3 separate regions of the Mus musculus genome follow, and all the other regions are linked to region 3. The links are chromatin contacts, called in public promoter capture Hi-C maps. All regions are on one chromosome and are shown on one strand. The core of a region is the stretch at or near the end of the contact, and the rest is flanking DNA. Distances in the headings are between cores, read along the strand shown.

What was found. Promoter capture Hi-C pulls out the DNA fragments that hold promoters and counts their contacts.
Region 1: a promoter capture Hi-C map of embryonic stem cells shows a contact between it and region 3, with 5 times the contacts expected there. A contact is called at or near these places in 4 of 39 promoter capture datasets (the C10 cell line, cranial neural crest, embryonic stem cells and 1 more), 13 of 130 datasets of targeted methods (T-cell acute lymphoblastic leukemia, acute myeloid leukemia, astrocytes and 7 more) and 2 of 9 other capture datasets (embryonic stem cells and macrophages).
Region 2: a promoter capture Hi-C map of hippocampal neurons shows a contact between it and region 3, with 4 times the contacts expected there. A contact is called at or near these places in 2 of 39 promoter capture datasets (cranial neural crest and hippocampal neurons), 4 of 130 datasets of targeted methods (acute myeloid leukemia, astrocytes, large pre-B cells and 1 more) and 1 of 9 other capture datasets (embryonic stem cells).

Annotation. Positions count from the first base shown.
Region 1 is chr19:8,693,219-8,698,104 of GRCm38.p6, reverse strand. No RefSeq gene overlaps it. Among named protein-coding and RNA genes, the nearest start is that of Slc3a2, 18 kb to the left of the region's middle.
Region 2 is chr19:8,566,889-8,571,651 of GRCm38.p6, reverse strand. No RefSeq gene overlaps it. Among named protein-coding and RNA genes, the nearest start is that of Slc22a8, 24 kb to the left of the region's middle.
Region 3 is chr19:7,492,852-7,497,900 of GRCm38.p6, reverse strand. Atl3 (atlastin GTPase 3) reads right to left here and starts at 3,463. Exons shown (of 13, transcript NM_146091.4): 1 at 3,240-3,463. The coding sequence starts at 3,285. It overlaps Gm52401 (a long non-coding RNA gene), which reads left to right and starts at 4,107. Exons shown (of 2, transcript XR_003952920.1): 1 at 4,107-4,284; 2 at 4,854-5,049.

The DNA of each region.
Region 1 (4,886 bases), core at 1,290-3,789, 1.2 Mb before region 3:
CCCATTTCCTTGGGTCTGGGGAACCCCCTTCCTTATATCATTTGCAGTGGACAGTGGTTACATTTTTGGCAGCCATATTGCCATTTTGCCCACCTCCCCCTTTTAAAAAAAGATTTATTTATTTTTATGTATATGAGTGCACTGTAGCTGTACAGATGGCTGTGAGTCATCATGTGGTTGCTGGGAATTGAATTCAGGACCTCTGCTCGCTCCAGCGCCACTCACTCTGTCCTCATGGCCCTGCTCACTCTGGCCCCACTCTCTCTGGCCCAAAGATTTATTTATTATTATATGTAAGTACACTCTAGCTGTCTTCAGACACACCACAAGAGGGTGTCAGCTCTCATTACAGATGGTTGTGAGCCACTATGTGGTTGCTGAGATTTGAACCTTTGGAAGAGCAGTCAGTGCTCTTAATTGCTGAGCCATCTCTCCAGTTCTCCCCCCGCCCCCTTAGTCCTCTTTCTTTTCTTTCTTTCTTTTTTTCTTTTTTAAAGATTTTATTTATTATTATATCTAAGTACACTGTAGCAGTCTTCAGACACACCAGAAGAGGGCATCAGATTTCATTACAGATGGTTGTGAGCTACCATGTGGTTCCTGGGATTTGAACTCAGGACCTTCAGAAGAGCAGTCAGTGCACTTAACTGCTGAGCCATCTCTCCAGCCCCTTTAGTCCCCTTTCTTGATGGGCTGTGACTAATGCATACTGACTCTACACAGTGATGGCTTTGCTATTCTCCCAGTGAAGTACCTGAGTTAACACCAGAAACTCAGCCCTTTGTGTTGAAATTCCTTGGCTGAGGGTCTGGGCCCATACTGTCCTGTCCTAGTGATTAACTGTGGCTCTAGCATACCTGATTTCAACTTAAACAAAACTGTCCACATCAGTGTAGCGGGACATCTGTAGGTCAAGTCTGATGGATTGGATCCCATCATTCTCCTCCAGGCAGTTGTAGAGAGGCTCTGCCGGGTTGTTGTCTGGCAGCACGTTGGCTGGGTTGGTGGCTGAAGTTTTATAGAATGGGATGAGGGGCTGGTTCAGGAGACGTGCTTGACATCCACCCCTCTGGGGTCCCCCTCAGGAGAGCTGCTACACAATTCCTGGCCCAAAGTCAATTTGTCAGCTCCTTTTCCTGGCATGGCTGTAGTGACAACTGCATGCATACAAGCTGGCCAACCTGGCAGAAACAGGGTCAGTTCCTTTGGATAGGTCGGCCACTGGCTTCTCCCAGGGTCCCAGTGCCTGGGAAAGGACCCCCTTTCCAATCCTGGATATAGGGCAGGGTATTGTTCTTCCCTCCTCTTTTCCCTCTTGGCTTTCACCCTCTGGCATCTCTTTTATTAGTCCCCCCAGTGCTGCCAATACTGCTCAGGTCAATCTTTTGCTTTGCTTTGCTTGGCTTCTTCAGAGTCATGGTTACTGTAAACCTTTGGAGCAACCTCCAATAATTGGGATCTATTCATATCCTCAAACCCTCTAACATCTGAAGTTTCTTTGAACTCAGGTACTTCACTGGGAGAATAGCAAAGCCATCACTGTGTAGAGTCAGTATGCATTAGTCACAGCCCATCAAGAAAGGGGACTAAAGGGGCTGGAGAGATGGCTCAGCAGTTAAGTGCACTGACTGCTCTTAATATCTGGGGCTGAGTGCATAACAAAATTAATATTGATGGCTCGCTGTTTTTTTTTTTTTTTTTTTTTTTTTTGTGAATCTGGGTCTATGAGGACAAATACCCAGTAAGCCTTGCAGAGGCGCTCCAGGAACCCAGCAGGCAATTCTTGGGGGCTCTTGTATTACCTTGTTCACCTAAGACAGACTGGTATGTTTTCTAGCAGTTGCCTTCAATCATCCTAACAGAGCCCAGAGAGGGGCTCCTGACCCCGAGCCTCCTGACCTTGGTCAGGGTTAGGGTCCTAGTCAGGTTTTGTGGTGTGTGTGGTGTGTGTGTGTGTGTGTGTGTGTGTGTGTGTGATATCTGCTTTATCTGCGTCTTCTGTCCAGCAGCTATCACTCACCAGGCCCAAGAATGGCTTTCTTACTTTCAAGCTGGTTATTTCTTCCTTCAACTTGTAGCTAGGAGCTGTTGACAGTCATCCCAGGTTGGTGTAAAAGATTGTCTCAAGAAGGCTAATGAGAGCCTGAGGTTTTTCAGAGAATGATGGTCTCTGAGTTTCCCAACTATACATATCACGGGTTGAGAAGGAGACATAAACTATGTAAGGGGAAGGAGACGAACCTCTGGGAAGGAGATGAGGTCTGCCTCCATTTATAAGCACACAGAAGATAGATGGTGGGAGGCCCGAGGTGAGAGGCTGGGCCCCTTCCCACTTCCACATAGGGACTTGGGCTCTGGGATGGAGAGACAAGAGGAGAGAATGATGTCAGTTTTATTCTTGGGACTGGAGGATGCACTCCCAGGGTAGAGACAAGGCTGAACAGAGTAGTTCCAGGAAGCAGAGCAAGGACAAGGACCAATACAGAAAGCGATGAAGCAGTCCGAGTGGAGAGTGTGAAAGGAGGGAGGCGCCCTCTGGTGGAGGGGAGGGGCTCAAGGTAAAAGGGACTACCTCACCCCACCCCCAACACAGCCTGGGGACTACCTCACCCCACCCACAACACAGCCCAGGGACTACCTCACCCCACCCCAACACAGCCCGGGAACTATCTCACCCCACCCCAACACAGCCCGGGGAACTATTTCCTTCTCCTGCGGCAAGACCAGGGTCTATACTGGAGTATATGGAGGGGGAAGGTCAGTTTTCTCTACCAGGGTGTGGGTCTCACACTAGGGAAAGATATTGCTCCATCTGGAGAAATGGGATGGGGTGGCCTGGGTCTCCAGTCATCACATATCAGATGTCCTGAACTGCCTGGGGAATCCAGAGATCTGTCAGTGGGCTACCCAGCTCCAAAAGAGGGCCAACCTACCTCCCAGAAGGTCTGGAGTTTCCTGGGTGAGAGATGGAGACTGAAAATCATTGTTCACAAAGCCTCCATTGGCATAATTTAACATACACGTCAGCAGTGCCTTTGGACTGTTCACTCCCCTTCCTTCTGAAGATTCCTTTCTTCCTGCCAGCTGAATTGACAAAAACACACAGAGAGACACACAACAAAACAGGCAACCAGGGTGTCCACCGCACAGACTTAAACCAGGAGATCTGATAATGTCTCACACAGGTCCCTGAACACTTGAATTATGTCCGAATCCAGCCTTTCCTAATCACCCTGAGCAGAAGGCACCATAAACACAGTCACCCCCAGAGGGGATAGATCCGGGCAACTTTCTATAGTTTCCAACTTAGGAAACTTGGAGGCATCAGGAGCCTTTGTGTTGACAGAAGCAGAGTCTGAAGAAGTTTCTGGGGCTTTGGAACCTCTCAGGATGTGCACCTGCTAGAAAATGTTCATTTATCAATCTAAGGGAATCTGAGGCCCCTGTGTCCCTACATCTTAGTTTCTGGGGATCTCTGGGGCCTCCAGAATTGCCTGGTAATTCCATCAGAGAATACATGGACACTCTTAAAGCTGAATAGAAACTTGACTGGTGACTGCATGGGGAACTTGCTAAATCATGTAGCCCCAAGCTTTAATTCCTGGTCATTTATGCATAACCCCACATCCTGGTTGACACACTTTGGTTAGCCAGAACAGGTAGTGAGAAGCAAAACTACAAAAGCCAAAAAGCAAGGTTACTAAGTATTTTTAGGAATTTTCCTGGATCCAGAAACTATGGAAAGTAGGTCTTTGATGGATTGGGTCTTTGTTTCTGTTTTGGGAGGGGATGGGGGCGCTCCATGCTGGGTTCTAAAGCCAGAATGGTGCTTCTAACACAGCTGGAGTGGTGCTAAGATGTTAGACCTGTTACATTAGGTTCCCTGGAACTGGAGATATACTCTGTAAACAGTCATGTGGGTTCTGGGAATCCAACACTGGTCCAACCCTGCTCTTCAGCAAGAACAACAACAAAACAGTATTTAAAAAAAAAAGATTTATTTATTTATTATATGTAAGTACACTGTAGCTGTCTTCAGACACACCAGAAGAGGGCGTCAGATCTCGTTACAGGTGGTTGTGAGCCACCATGTGGTTGCTAGGATTTGTATTCAGGACCTCTTAATCACTGAGCCATCTCTCCAGCCCATAAAACAGTATTTTTTGAGATAGGGTTTCTCTGTGTAACCCTAGCTGTACTTGAACTTGCTTTGTAAACCAAGCTGGCCTTGAACTCAGAGATCCACCTACTTCTGCCTCATGAGTGCTGAGATTAAAGACACGCCATCACCACCACCCGGCTCTCACCACCACCCGGCTCTACAAAATAGCCCTAACCACTGAGCCATCTTTCCATCCCCTTGTATTTCTGAGACAAGGTCTCTTGTGACTCGGGCTGGTTGACCTTAGATTTGCTATATAACCTAGGCTGGATTTGCACTTTTGTTTTCCTTTTGGCCTGTATGTTTGGGTGAGGCAGAAAAAAAAATGTTTATGTAAGGGCTGGAGACATGGTTCATCAGTTAAGAGCACTTGTGACTCTTGCAGGGGACCTGGGTTCTGTTCTAAGCACCTGTATGGTGGCTCACAACCATTCATTACTCCAGTTCCAGGGATCTAACACTTTTTCTAACCCCTGTTGGCATGTAACATGGGCTGGGCTTGCTTCCCTACCTCTCCTTTCTCATCCCCATCTTTCCTACTTGAGGTCAGTCTTTCAGACCTTTATTCTTTCCTCTACCTCCCTCTGTTGTGGTTAATATTGTTCTGGGGGTTGCTATACCCACTTGTTGTCTTTAAATATCTATTAGGGGTTTCTACCCCACTTCAGCCCATATTGTTCCCAGGTAAAAGACACAGAAGCCTTTAGATTTAAATTTAAAATCA
Region 2 (4,763 bases), core at 707-3,206, 1.1 Mb before region 3:
CATTGAGTCAGGTGTGGTTGTACAGAGGCAGGAGGATCTCTATGAGTTTGAAGCTAGCCTGTTCTACATAGTGAGTTATAGGACTTCAAGTGCCATATAGAGACATTGTCTTAAAAAAAAAATAGACCATGGTGGAGCATGCCTTTAGAGTTTCAGTCTAGTACGCAATGAGACCCTCTCTCTAAAAAAAAAAAAAAAAAAAAAAAAAACCTGACATAGTATTTACACTATATTATATAATTCAAAGGCAATTTAAAGTATATGGGGAGATATGCTGAATGGGGGTCTATGCAAATGTCACTCTAAAGGTTGCACACCCATTTGATATCTGAGGATGTCATGGGGCAACATGCACATGGAGACTGATACACGCATGCATGCGTGCACACACACACACACACACACACACACACACATGCACACACGCACACACACAGCACTTATATCTACATCACTCCCACCCTTCCTCTCCTCCTCCAATTCCTTCCTGTCTGGCTTCTCCTTCACGATCTTTAATGCAATGGTGAGCACTCCAGAGCCTGAACACTGCTAATGTCCATGTCTTAAGCCTAAGTGGTGACTAGATGGGGTATTCATTATACCATTCTTTCAATTTTCCTGTATTTTTGAAAACTTTAAGAAAAAGCTGAGTGAAAACAGAAACCACTCTTGACCAATATCTAAATATTTGTTTCTCCTCCAGCATGTTCCAGCCAGCTTGACAAAGGCCTAGCTTAATCGGGGACAGATTTCCAGGGAGCAGTGGTGCTATGGTTGGTGTGGTTCCTCCCGAGTTCACCTTTGTCCTCTCATGCTCCTGGTCCTCCAGGAAAGGGGAGGGGAAGGCTGTGTGGGGGCAGTCCCAAACCAACTTAAGGAGAGAAAACAGTTTAGTTGTCTCTGTTGAGAAGAAGCCAAAAGCTTTCCCCAGCTCCCTCTTAGAGTAGAGTCTGGTATTTCAGAGACTCACCTGCCTCTTGCTAATGGTTGTAAATCCTTTCAGAAGCAAACTAAGTCCTTCTTCCAGTTTTCCTCCCCTAAAGTGTTTTCACAAGACCTCCTGAAGCATCTCTTTGAAATTTAACCAGCAAGGACTTCAGTGCCCTATGACCCAGTTTCTGCCAGTGTCCTAGCCTAACCTCAGTTGGGCCTTGCTCCAGATTACCTTCCTACCTACTTTTGGTCTTATTCACAGGGAAAAGGGGGTTTTCATCTGAATAAGGGCATTAAACATAGGTGGCCAGTACAATTACCAGACTTGGATAGACTTTCTGTGAAGTCAGGGTTTTCTTTGTTATCTGTCCATCTGTCCATCATCCACCCATCCACCCTTCCATCTACAGTGTTTCGAATGGGGGCACTTTCTGCTTGGCTACAATAAATGGGGAGAGTTTTTTTCTCTTTGCAGTCTCTTGGTAGCTTGCTGAATGTTACATTCTGCTTTAGTAGTTATTTGGGATTTCCCTTCCTTCCACTTTTGCAGGAGGCTTTCTGGGTTGCCAGGAGATTGCCCCTTTAACTTGTATTTCCCCGGTAAGTGGTGTGTGCACCTTCCAGAGATGCATATTTTTGTGTCATCTTTTCTGTAGAAAGAAATGGCATGACGTTTCCTTCAAGACCCGCTAAGGTCCCATGGGCCCCTGTGTCTAATGTGGTCTCCAGGGAAGGGCCGGCCACCCTTCGACCAGCAGGTCAGCCTTCCTCAGAAAGAGATGGGAGGTGTTCCCTCTGGGACAAAAGTTGAGGCGAGGAATTAACAGACTGAGGTTGACTCTCTGGGTAGTTCAGGAGAAGCAAGTAGTTCAAGAGGCTGCATAGCCAGCCAGCCTCACTCCCCTCGTCCCCGCTTCTGCCCAATCTCTGTATCGGTGTGTAGGGTTCAGGGGAGCGCGAGAGAGGACAGCTTCTTGCATTGTACTGGACGCTGAGGAGGGCCAGAGCGCAAATTTTGTGCCCAGCAGCGGCTAGGTGCCCCCCACCTTCACCCCCGCAGCCCCGCCAGACTAGCTCGACAGTGACATCGTGTGGAAGTATGGAATTGTGGCTTCTCTAACTGATTAAATGAACCGAAGGGGTCGCAGCCCTGGGATAGCTGCACCTGGGAAGAAAGTCAGGTGACAACAAATACAGGGAGCTTGATCAGCAGAGTGGAAAAGCTATATGTGTGGGACAAGACTCCTTTGTAAATAGTATTTCCTGAATGTCTGTTACAGTATTACCGATACTGCTAAGGACCCTTCCTTTCAGATGAAGGGCTGTGGTTAGGTTGGGTATGTGAGGGGTGTTGGTTCTTCTGGATATTGCAGGGAGAATCAGTATTTTTTTTTTTTTTTTCTTCCTATTCTTGTTTCGCGTGTTTCTCCTCCCTCTCCCTCTCCCTCTCCCTCTCCCCTCTTTTCCCCTCCTCCTCTCTCCTTCTCCCCTCTCTCCCTTTCCCTATCTCCCTCTCCTTCTCCCTCTTTCTCCCCTTCCCTCCCCTTTCTTTTTTCCTCTCTCCGTATTTTAACTTTCACTACGTAACTCATGCTGTTCTTAAACTGGTGATCCTTTTACCCGGCCTCTCCAGTCCTTGGGGATTATAGACACACAAAAATATTTTTTTTTGTTTTTTTTCTTTTCTTTTCTTTTCTTTTTTTTTTTTTTGTTTGGTTTTTCAAGACAGGGTGGTTTTTCTCTGTGTAGTCCTGGCTGTCCTGGAACTCACTTTGTAGACCAGGCTGGCCTCGAACTCAGAAATCTGCCTGCCTCTGCCTCCCAAGTGCTGGGATTAAAGGTGTGGGTCACCACTGCCTGGCACACACAAAAATTTTTTTTTGTTTTTTTGTTTGTTTGTTTTGTTTTGTTTTGTTTTGTTTTTTTTTGACACAGGGTCTGGCTCACCTGAAACCTGCTATGAGGATTAGGTTGGCCTCACACACATAGAGATCTGCCCACTTCTGCCTCTCTCTCTCCTGTGTAGGCTTGGCTGTCTTGGAAGTTGCTTTCTAGACCAGGCTGGCCTTGAACTTATAGAGATCCGTCTGCCTCTGCCTCTCAAGTGCTGAGACTAAAGGCATGTGCCACTACTGTCTGGCAGTGAGATGTTTTAAAATTATTGAGAATGACCATGGTATGAACTCCATGACAGCTGTGCTTATTATTAAATTATTAAATGTTATATTAAATTTAATATTAAATTAATTAGTATTATTAAATTATTAACGTATGTGCCAGCACATTTCTGTAACACCCCGGAAAGATGTAGCAATGACTTTTTCTGGAAATCTTGTTGGACATTCCATGGGTTTGAGTCCAGAAGGTTCCACTGATCTGAGCATTTACCTCAGGCAGTGAATGGAGACTGGGGGCCAGCTGGTCACATTTAGGTCTGTGTTCTTGGAGGCCTGAGGATGACCCAGCCCCTGGCTAAACTTGTTTTATGATAATTTTTAAATCTTCATTAGGCAGTAATCAGTTTTAAGTTCCAATATGTTAAGCAGAGCATTATTTTTGGCCTGTATGGAGAGACTAAGACAACAATTGTCACTGCCCTGTATATAGTAAGAGGACATTGTTGCACGGCAAAACAAAACACAACACAATTACTTTCCTTGGCACTGGAAATGGATCCCACCTGGCTCCTGTTTATCACCCAGCCTTCATGTTCTGATATATATCTTTATTTCAGAAGTTAGTACTGAATACTGGCTTCCTTATGGCACTCTCTCTCTCTCTCTCACACACACACACACTGTTTTACTTTGTTTTTATTTGTCTCCCTTCAGCTTTGCTCTACTCTGTGTTTTGATATATTTATTTGTTACTGTCTGCCATTCCCTGCACTCTCCTCCCCCCTCCCCCATTAGATTATAACGATTCTTTTTTGAGGGCGAAGACTTTGCCTGGATCTCAATGTCAGCTAGATCCCTGGCCGGTGCTCTGTGGGTAGTCAGGTGGTTTGCAATCTAGGGCTGGGCAGGTAGCGCCGTGGGCGGGTACCGTGCATGAGGCTTTGGGTTTGATCTGAGCTCCACATGACCTGGCTGACTCCTGTGATTCCAGCTCTTGCAGGTGCTCGAGGAGTAGCAAGAGTTCAGGGCCAGCCTTATTTACAGCAAATTGGAACTTCCCTTAGCCTTTGTGAAACTGTTACAACCAACAACCATGTTTACAATACATGTAATGATGTATGCCAACACTTAGACAAGGAAACTCGGTTGTTCAGTACTCTGTTCTTATTGACTTTCAGGTTTTTTTTTTTTTTTCCCACCAAGGAAATGTTGCCAGGAGGAAAGACTGAGATTTCGCCTCTTCCTATTGTTCTTGTCTCATGCTGACCCCTGGTGGCCCTCTTCACACATGACTTTCTGTCTAGAAGATGATGTCACATAATGAGCAAAAACAGTGTTCAGAGTTTGGAATCTGGGTTGAGTTCCATCTCTTGAGCCCTGCACGTGGTCCTCTGACCGCCACATGTGCTCTGAGATATGTATGCATGTGTCATGTGTGCACATACACAACCAAGCAAATAAAAGTGTTTAGGGGCTGGAGACGTGGCTCAGCTGTTAGAGGGCTTGTTGCTTTTGCAGAGAACCCAAGTTCAGTTTTTAGCACCCACATCAGGAAGCTCACAATTCCTGTAACTCCAGTTCTAGGGGACCTGGTGTCCCTCTCTGGCTTCTGCAGGCACCGCACTCACAGGCACACCCACTCCCCACACATACAAGTGATTAAAAATAAAAAGAAAATCATCTTAAAAGAAAAGTTTGGGAATCTGAGCATTT
Region 3 (5,049 bases), core at 2,214-4,713:
ACACAAAGTCCTTCATCTTAAAACAAAAATAAAAACTATTCAGCCTTTTATCAGCTAGAGAAAAAAAAAATTCAGGGAGGGGGGTTGTTCAAGGCAGGTTTTTTTTCTGTGTAATGCTGGCTGTCTTGGAATTTGCTCTGTAGACCGGGCTGGCCTCAGAGAGGTACATGCCTGTGCCACCCAAGTCCTGGGATTAAATGTGTGTGCTACTACCTGGCTATGTTTTTTTTTTTTAATGCATATATGTGTGTACTCTCTCGAATTTATGAGCAGTACACACATGCAGAAGCCCAAGGAGGCCAAAAGGTAACAACTGACCCCTTGTAGCAGAAGGTACAGACTGGGCTGTGGTGCAGAGAACCAAATCTATTCTCTACATGAGCAGTAAACCCTCTAACTCACTAAACCATCATCTCTCCAGTCCCAGGGGGCTGGGGGGTGGGGGATGGGGGGAGACAAATTTCTTTCGTTTTGTTTTTTGTTGCTGCTGTTGTGTTTGTTTTACTCAAGATAGGGTTTCTCTGTGTAGTGCTGTCTGGCCTTGAACTCAGAGATGTGCCTGCTTCTGAATAGAGTGGTTGTACTTGCCTCTTTCCTAAACACAGGAAATCTAATCTGGATGTTTCAATTAGTCAAGTTACAGTTAAATAAACCTTTCTTGTTTTATTTCTTAGTTTCTTCTTGTTTTAGTCTGGTTTTGGTTTCTTTGTTGTTGTTTGGATTTATCTTTTTTTTTTTTTTTTTTTTTTTGAGACAGGGTCGCATTCTGTAGCTCAAGCTGTCCTGGAACTCACTATGTAGTCTAGCCTGGCACCAAATCCATGCCAATTCTGTCTCACCTCCCAAATACTGGGATTACAAATGTGGGCCACCTCATCGAGCTTAAAGAAAGGTTTCTTTTAGAGGGAAGGTGCTTAAAAACAAGAATATCTTAATTGGCAATATTTACTCAGCTTAGATTCACCATTTCAGATAACCATGCCCTTACTCCAATCCTTTGCTTGCTTACTATATGAGTAAAGCCTATCACTTTATTTATAACATACTTTTAGCTGTGAGATACATCTAGCATGCTCTAGCAAAAGAAATTTAAATAAAAACATTTTTAATTTGTAAAAAATATTTCAACATAAATACTAATAGCTAACAAATGTTTATTTTCTATCAAATAAATTATTCAAATGCATACACCTACCATTGGAGAAATTTTATTATAAATATGCAAAATGAGGATTTTCTTTTTCACTGTTTCCTGGCCCCTGAATAAATAAAATCAGGATCTATAAGTTGTGCTAAGAATAGTGGGTATCTGAAAACTAGGAAGAGGTAGTCAGATCTCCATAAGTTCATCTTCAAAAGAAGTTCCAGGGGCTGGTGAGATGGCTCAGTGGGTAAGAGCACCCGACTGCTCTTCCGAAGGTCCAGAGTTCAAATCCCAGCAACCACATTGTGGCTCACAACCATCCGTAATGAGATCTGACTCCCTCTTCTGGAGTGTCTGAAGACAGCTATAATGTACTTCCATATAATAAATAAATAAATAAATCTTTAAAAAAAAAAAAAAAAAAAAGAAGTTCCAGACCAACCATGGCTACACAGTGAGATCCAGTTTTTATTTTTTTAGTTTTTTTTTCCAGACAGGGTCTCACTGTGAGAACCATGACTTTTTTTTTTTTTTTTTTTTTTTTTTTTAACACTGTTGAGAGGAGCCCTAAAAACTAGGGTTAAGGGCTATAAAAGCACAAAACTGCATTCAATCCCTAGCAGCACAAACCAAACTGTTCTTCCTTACTAAACACTAAGAAAATTATTATGGCATACAACCACACCTCCCTCTTCTGTTTTGTTTTGTTATTGTTTGTGGGTTTGTTTGTTTTCAGGGGGTGACTTGTTTTGTTATTTAGTTTGGTTCATTTTGTTCCCCCGAACCCAGACAAGGTTTTTCTGTGTAGCCTTGGCTGTCCTGGAACTCGCTCTGTAGACCAGGCTGGCTTTGAACTGAGAAATCCACCTGTCTCTGCCTCCCAAGAGCAGGGATTAAAGGCGTGCGCCACCACCACCCCTCAACTGTTTTTCTTATGGTTATGACTATTACAAAAGACAGTAAACTACCGAAAATAAAACAATGTTGGTATTGGCCTTATGCTTCACTAGGTGAAAATGTTTTTCACCCATACATCCCCTCACGCATGTAAAAGCTGCACAGGAATTTCTAGAATACAAGCTGGTTTTCGTAGGAAGCAAAACAGCCCTCATTTGATGTTGCAGTTTGTATGTAAGCTGAATACTGACATAGAGTACAAATCCTTAACGTAGGTTTTACTTAACTCCACTTCTCCAAAACAAAACTGAGAACCATGACGTTTTAGACTGCTAGGGGTTTTTTTTTTTTTTTTTTTTTTTTTCTTCACCTTTTGCAAAACATTCCACTTCGTACTCAAATTTGAAGACTGGGGTTTGCTAAAAAATTCTTCAAACACTACTGTTGACTCTTCTTTTTTTTTTCCTTTAGATTTCGCAACTGAAACTTGCAATCATTTCAGGGCCATACCCATTAAACAAGCACAGTGCCAGGTAAAATGACAGGCGAAACTGCATCCATGAATTTACGGAGGGACTATTTGGTTTTCATTTAGTACTTTTACCACCTCATTTTATGTCTCCGGCAAAGCCAAAGGAACCAAACTTACTTTAAAAAAAAAAAAAACAAAACAAAAAACTTGCAAAACAAAACAACCAAATTTAGGCCAATTCTTTTATCACCAAACATGGAGATAAGCGCGGGTGGAAAACGAACTTTACTAATACTTGTCAGTATCTCAAGGTCTTTTCGTTTAAAATAAAACCTTTCAACTCCAAGGCTGCACCGCAGCATTCCAGCACTTTAAGGCTCAACAATAAAGCCTTCCGCCGATCCCGGCCCGTTAAGACGGACCGCCAACCTCGCTTCCCGACCCGGAGCGCGCCACCGCCCGGCACGCCCTGCCCAGCACAGGGCGGAGCTCGACGGGCCAGAACACCAGGCCGCAGGAGGCCGCGGGCTCCCGGCGGAGACTGGGAACGTTCCCCGCTCCAGGAGCCCCGGCCCTGAATTCCGAGCCGAGACACCCGGCGGTGCGGCCTCCCGTCGCCACACCAAAAAAGGCGGCGGCAGGGACGGCTTGTCACCTCGGAGCCGAAGCACTGGGAGGCAGCGTGGGTAACCACGGACCGGGTCCCGGGAAAATTGGACGCCTCACCTGCTCCTCTCGATGCCACCGCTGCAGTTCGCTGAGGGGACAACATGGAGCCTCCTCCTTCAGCAGAAGTAGCAGAGGCAGAGAAGACAGGAGCGGGTTGAGGCTGCCCTGGAGGAGGGAAACAGGCGGAGCCTGGACTTGGGGAGAAACCGAGAAGGAGGGGCGCGCGGAGAAAGCCTACAGCTCAGGAGACAGCCCTGCCGATGGCGCAGGGCGTGACGAGGGCGGGAAAGCGCACGCGGCCGAGTCCCGCCACCGTTCGGTGCGCGTGCGCCGGAGCGGGGATCGTGCCGCGGGTACCTGTGACTGCGTACTGGAATGTCGGGTCCATCGGGAATTGTAGTTCGGCGTTTTCTTGGGCCCGGCCCCTCTGACCCGGGTGTTCGCCCTCATCCGGGGCGTAGAGGAAACGGAGGACAGGACTGGGCCGAGTGGGTCTTCCTACCGCTGAACTACAACTCCCATTAGGCCTTGCAAAGGGAAAAAAATGAGGAGGGCTCTCGGAAGACCCTGCCCGGCGCCTAACCCGGGGACCAGGGCCGGGCTTTGGCCACCCGGTTCCCGCCGGGAGCCCCCACCCGGCCCGCGTGCTGGGCTCTGGTGTTCCTCGCTGGCCAGGACTACAGGTGGTGGTATGAAAGAATTAACATGATGACGCGAACGCTTCGACTTTGACTTCACAAGGACAGACCATCGTGACTTCATTATCATCACCATCACCCCTAATCTCTGATCTGACCAAGGCTTACTAAAAGCTAAAGTAACGCCGGTCGTGGTGGCGCACGCCTTTAATCCCAGCACTTGGGAGGCAGAGGCAGGAGGATTTCTGAGTTCGAGGCCAGCCTGGTCTACAAAGTGAGTTCCTGGACAGCCAGGGATACACAGAGAAACCCTGTCTCGAAAAACAAAAAAACAAAACAAAACAAACAAACAAAAAGCTAAAGTAAGACCTTACTAAGTCAGGCTCCGGGTGGCACGCTGGTAATCCCAGTACTGGAGACCAGGAGAGGAGGATCAGGTGTTCAATACCTTCCTGAACTACATAGTGAGTCTCTGTCTCATTTTCGCGCGACCTCAGACTATTCTGAGCCATGACCCACCTTTTGTAAACTTTAGACTTCTAGGACCGTGATTCAAAGTTACTTTACAAAAGGAAGTTGTTGGGAAATGCTTTTATTCATACTTGACATATTGTGAAAATACAATTTGCCACAACTAAATACTGTTTTCTAACAAATCCTATAGATGGAGGTAGTGTCACCCCAGTGACTTGATTTTTCCTCACCATTGTTTCGTTCATTCAGCAAATGTTTTCTTTATTCCTTCGGCCTACCCTGAACTTCCCTCTATCTCTACACCCTGCCAAGCCTTTCAGCTATCTTTACTTCCTGAGCAATTATGCCAAAGGTTATGAGGTAAAAATTATTCGTAGCCTACCTAAAGAAATCCTGTTTACACTTCTTTAACCCCTCTTTGAGCCCCTTTACCCCCCAAACTCTCAAGACTGTTAGGAAACTCTCTTCTAGCTTTTAGATTTAAACCAAATTAGATCTTCTAGGCTATTGTGTAGTTGTTTCTTCTAAGGTGGACATGACCATTGCTGTCTTGAATCAGCCACAGGAGACTCATTGGAGGAAGGTGTATATCCAAGAGCAAATTGACCAGAAGGACTCTTCCATTACTGAAGCTGCCCATGGAACTCATCAGGAGTGCAGGTTCTTTGTGAATCACCCACGCTCCAGGTGAGATTTTTAATTTGTATAGTTGCCTATAAACTGCCCAAGGGACTTCCTGGTGATGTAACTGCCTT